Regions from separate parts of the Sus scrofa genome. Here region 2 is linked to region 1. Evidence: chromatin contacts called from public HiChIP or PLAC-seq data. All regions are on one chromosome and are shown on one strand. The core of a region is the stretch at or near the end of the contact, and the rest is flanking DNA. Distances in the headings are between cores, read along the strand shown.

Region 1 (2,645 bases), core at 40-2,539:
CCAGTGTTGCCATGAGCTGTGGTGTAGGTCGCAGACGCAGCTTGGATCTGATGTTGCTGTGGCTGTGGCGTAGGCCAGTGGCTGTAGCTCTGATTTGACCCCTGGCCTGGGAACCTCCATATTCCGCGGGTGTGGCCCTCAAAAACAAACAAAAAAAAAAAGTGTGTTCTCTACCGTAGCACACAGACCGTACTTATTCTCCTTGATCATTTCTCCCCAAGAGGAACTCTGTGGTGTGTGTTAGTTCTGCATTGTTCTTGGGGGGTTTGGTTTAGAACGCTTTTGGGCTTTTGCAAGAATCCTTCCACACCTCTCCTTCTCCTGTCACTGTGCTCATAGCAGCCCTTCTTTTAATGACTCGGATTTATTGCGAAGTATGCCATCTTCCTTTTGTCTGGACCTAGGAGACTCAGCTCTTTTAAGGTTCAGAGGGAAATGGGAGGTGGAGGATCAGAGGACACGTGCTTTCTGGTGTTCTCTGATTGCTTGTGTTTGGAAAGAATATAAAAATAGTGAGATCTTGGGGTCCCCGTAGTGGCTCAGCGGTTAGTGAACCCGATCGGCATCCATGAGGACACGGGTTCGATCCCTGGCCTCTCGCAGTGGGTTAAAGATCCGGCATTGCTGTCATCTGTGGTGTAGGTCGCAGACACAGCTTGTATCCCGAATTGCTGTGGCTGTGGCATAGGCCAGAAGCTACAGCTCCAATTCAGTACCTAGCCTGGGAACCTCCATGTGCCACGGGTGCGACCCTAAAAAAGACAAAAGACCAAAATAAATAAGTAAATAAAAATAGTGAGATCTCATCATTGTGGTATATCAACATTATAAGGTATTAGGCCTTTGGGGAAACCGAGGCTCGAAAAGGTTAATAAGCGTCCCTAAAGTCAGTGACTAGTTGATAGCAGGGTTCTAGAATCTGCACCATATTTCCCCGTCCATTTGGAAGGTTCTGGAGAGGTCTCCTTTGAAATTGTACCATGACATTGTGACTTTGAGGTTACATATGTTAAAGAAATGCCATCACTTTTCCTCAGGTGCCAAATTCTGGTGAGCAATCTGATCCTAACCTCTCAAATCATTTCTACAGAGCAAAGAAAAAGCAGTCAGACTAATGTTAATCATGGGAGCCTATTATAATGATATATAGCTTGTCATAACACATTATAATATTACAGCAAATATATTTAACTCATGGAACATTCTCAAGGGGCTCTTAACTCCCTTTAAAATCATGTTCCACGCCTCTGTTACAGCAAGATGGAGCTGCAGAGTTCTGTCTGTGATGCTGCCACGCTGCTTTTGCTAAGCCAGTGTCATGAGAATCTCTTGTGAAAACCCTTGCACTGTTTCCCGGGCTTAAAAGTATGTTTGGTTTTGTCAGCACCTGGAAACGGGAAGTTGAAATTTGAGGAGAAACTTTGGTGGTTCTGCTCGAAGCTTGCTGGAGAGTGGAGTCTCTGTTGCTATGGAAACCACACTGCTGCCTCATTTATTAATGGAGGCTTGGTGTACTTCCGGATGTATTCCTGCCCTGTCCTGTAAATTCATTCTAGAGAAATGCAGTTTGACTTTTCAGATACGTCTCTGTCATTTCTTAGGCATTCCCTCTTGGGTCCTCACGAATTCCAGAAAATTGCTTGTATGCTGTTTCAGAACTACTGATTTTTATCTGGCAAGTGTATGTGAAGACCTTACCCCTCTTTCATGCTTAAATCATGTTTATGCCTGCCTGCCGTGTTCAATAAGTGAATTTTTTTATTATGCAGCCTTTAAGAATTATATGGATTTAAAATAAGGGAATGGAAAAATTAAGTCATCAAATGCACTGAAAATCTTGATACTGGCTTTAAGGGAGTTAAACGTTTTTAAGCTTTCCTACCTTTCAAAATTCTAAACTTGATTTTTTTATCCAAAACGAATGGTTTGTTTCTTCCCACTCCAGAAAGACACTTTTAGAAAATGGCTCAGACAAATATTCTTAATGTAAGTCTATTTCACTAAACTAACTCTCCCCTGCTAGGCATATTAGCAGTGTTAGAAGTTGCCTTTAGGAAGAAAAAAAAAAAATTTTTTTTTTCATCTAAATCTTTATCTGGGAGGATGCAAATAGTAGTTCTAAGCCTTTAAGTCATCCATCATGCCTGGCAGCTTCTATTGTCTCATTGTTGAGTTTGAGCCAAGTGAGAGTCTTTCTTGGTCTTGGGAGGGAGGTACATAAATCTGGCTTTGCCAAATCTGTGCTCTAGGGAAGTCCAAGCCTTGCTCTAAGGGTAGGCAATGTAGTCAGACCCATGGGTCCACTAGGATCGAGAAGTATCTTGGGCTCCCATTTTCTGATGTCATATTTACATAGGAACTAACTCTCTGTTCACAGTGGAAGTGATGGGACTTGCTCCCGCAGTTCTTCCAGTGTCTCTGAATTACTGTTAGTTTTTAAATGCATTTTTGTGGATGTAATAAAATACTGTTTATAGTCAGCTACAAAGTAAGTAATTACAATGCGGCAAATGAAATTCAATATAGCTTTGTTGGGGTGTTTAGAATTTTAATCAAGCCAGTCTTAGAGTAAATTATAAAATGCCATTGCTTTTGTTGTACTAAGTAACATTGACAAAATATTAATCTAATGGATTGTTATTCAC
Region 2 (2,645 bases), core at 72-2,571, 160 kb before region 1:
AGAAATGGATCCTACCTACCATGTCAACTTTTTCATCCATGAGTAAAAACTTTTCCTTCCACACTTGTCTCACGCGTGGCCGCTTTGGTTCTGATTTTGCTACTTCCATGCTTGTGTTTGTCATCTTGTCCTTTTCTCTTTCGAGGAAAAGTCCAGACTGAAGAATTCCCCTAGGACAGTTCATGGTTTGAGTCTCATCTTGCAGGCCAGAGCTCACATTAATTTAGGTTTCAGAAAAAACTTTAATCATTGCCTTCAGTCCTGTCTCCCTGATGGTTTGTTCTGTGTCTTGTTTAAATAAGCGGAAGGTGAGAGATTCCTTATCTTATTACCACTCTGAGCCATTCAGACCTCAAGCTGTATTTTGATGATATTGTTGGGGTCAATTTACACACATCTGTTTGAATAAAATACTCGTTGAATTAAGTTTTGTACCTTCCTCTCTCAAAGTGTTTAAAACAGAGTACATTTAATCTACCAGTCATTTAAAGAATTTATCACTAATACTTTATTTTTTAGAAGGTAAAAAATGTTAAGCTCTGTGGTTGTAGGCAGGTTTATGCATTGGAGTCCTATGCATTGGTTGTGGGAACACAACAGTAAGCCTCTAAGTCTAAAATGAATGTTTTTTTGTTTAATAGGTCTTGTATTAGATTTAATTTTGGTAATTTCTATTTTTGCTTTTTGGAAATTGTTTTATGCCATTGTTGGTGAATCACAGAATATGCACTTAGGCCAAAAAAAACAAAACGAAACAAAACAAAAACACCTCATTTTAAACATATCTACAGTGTTCTCTTCAGAGGTTCCCGTCAGGTCTGGAGTTTCAGCTTCAGTAATACTTTTTTGTTTTGTTGGTGAAACAAAGCCGAATGCGTTCACAGTCCAGCCAACACAGCCTCACACCAGAATGAATGAATAGTCCTGAAATTATCATCATCCAAGACATCCCTGAGAAATTAACTAGCATCCTGGCCTTTGAAATTTTGGATACTCATTTAACATACCCCCCCACTCCCGCCTTTTCTCTCTCCCTCTCTTTTCCCCTCTTTTTTTAAAGGCAGCAAGCTTCATGTAATGATTCCTCTGCATTAAGAAAAGTACAGTAGACCAGGGGTTTATTCCCTTCCCTTTCCTCCAGGGGCACAGGGAGAGGTTAAGGAACCCTGTAATTCACAGGCAGGCCTCTTGCCCTGAAGTTAAACTCATTTCATAAAGGGAATTTTCCTTGTGGTCCTGTGGCTCCCTAACACAGTAGAGGCTTCAGGAGGCAAGTGGTAAAAGCTACCAAAGAAAAAGCTGGACTGGAGCCACTGACGTCATGTCAGTAAATCTGCTGGAGGAACCCAGCCGGGCAGTGCCTGCCAGGCAGCCCTTGCACTTTGGCCTTGCCTGGTCAACTGGTCTTTCTGCTTCCTCCATCCCCCTTCTCTCTCCAGACCAGCCTGCCACTTTTGTTTTCTCTTCCCCCTTTCCCTCTGTGTGACTGAACTTGTATTAAAACTGGTAAACACTTTGAAGCCACCTCTGAAACTGGTTCTGTGCTTAATAGCCTGTATTGGGGGGAGGAGGCAGGGAAAACCCAGGGAATGGGGGGCCAGGGAGGCTTGAAAATTTCCCTAGTGGGATTTTTTTTTTTCTTCTTCTTTAGGGCCACATTCATGGCATATGGAGGTTCCTAGGCTAAGGGTCGAATCGGAGCTACAGCTTCCAGCCTACACCACAGCCACAGCAACACCAGATCTGAGCCTCATCTGGGACATACACCACAGCTCACAGCAACGCTGGATCCTTAACCCACTGAGTGAGCCCAGAAATCGAACCCACATCCTCATGGATACTAGTCAAGTTTGTAACCCTCTGAGCCACAACAGGAACTCCCCTAATGGGACTTCTTGGTGATGAATGAATCTATGAGGACAATATGGGGAGCAGCCAGAGGTGCCAGCGCCAGTCTCTGAACTTTTATTTAGAGGTTTGCTTTTCAGGACTGGGTGTGTGTGTGTGTATGGTGGGGGAAAGAGAAGACTGGTCAGAAGATGGGTGGAAATACTGGATTGCGTTTTTCTCATAGAGGGTGATTTAAGAAAACGAGTTCCATGAGTCTTTTATTACCCATTAGTCATTGGTCAGCTAACCCTGAACTCTCCCTGGTTTGCAACTGTAGCAGTTAAATCTAGAGCTGCATGCTACTTTCTGTCTTAGGTATTTAGAGTCACAACCCCACATGCGCCTGAATTAAAATATTACTGTGCTAAATCTATTTTTACATGGAGGGGAATGACATCTAAAAATAAACTTATCCCACCTGTTACTCACTTTTGGGAAATTTGGGACGCTGTCAAGTCACAGCCCATGGATTAAGCTCTTGATCATGTCTTCAAATGTGATATCCACATTCTACTTTTCCTGCTTTTGGTGTGATGTTTTCATTGTTTCATTAACCATTGTCCTCCTGTGTATTTTGCTGTGAATATTCTTTTGCAAATAAGAGGGAAGCATGGGTTCAGATTGGTTTTGAAGTTCCTGAGTCTTAGGGTCAGAAACTTATTCAAAGCAGTATCTTATCCATGAATCATTAGATGAGTCAGTTCCTGAAACCACTACAACCCTCATAGTTCTTGGCTACAAGCAAAAGCAGGAAA

Evidence for each region. HiChIP or PLAC-seq counts read pairs in DNA pulled down with a chosen protein or histone mark.
Region 2: a contact with region 1 is called in an H3K27ac HiChIP or PLAC-seq map of skeletal muscle. The contact joins two enhancer-like sites. A contact is called at or near these places in 2 of 47 Hi-C or Micro-C datasets (embryonic fibroblasts and liver) and 1 of 2 datasets of contacts at active chromatin or transcription factors (skeletal muscle).

The regions. Positions count from the first base shown.
Region 1 is chr2:46,490,870-46,493,514 of Sscrofa11.1, reverse strand. The region is part of intron 2 of TEAD1 (TEA domain transcription factor 1); the gene reads left to right. Among named protein-coding and RNA genes, the nearest start is that of RASSF10, 150 kb to the right of the region's middle. Within about 2 kb of position 1,289, at least 3 of the 83 cell types and tissues checked have an H3K27ac peak or open chromatin away from gene starts, as enhancers often do. A contact at or near this core is called in skeletal muscle, where this site is marked.
Region 2 is chr2:46,649,422-46,652,066 of Sscrofa11.1, reverse strand. The region is part of intron 1 of TEAD1 (TEA domain transcription factor 1); the gene reads left to right. Among named protein-coding and RNA genes, the nearest start is that of TEAD1, 20 kb to the left of the region's middle. Within about 2 kb of position 1,321, at least 38 of the 83 cell types and tissues checked have an H3K27ac peak or open chromatin away from gene starts, as enhancers often do. A contact at or near this core is called in skeletal muscle, where this site is marked.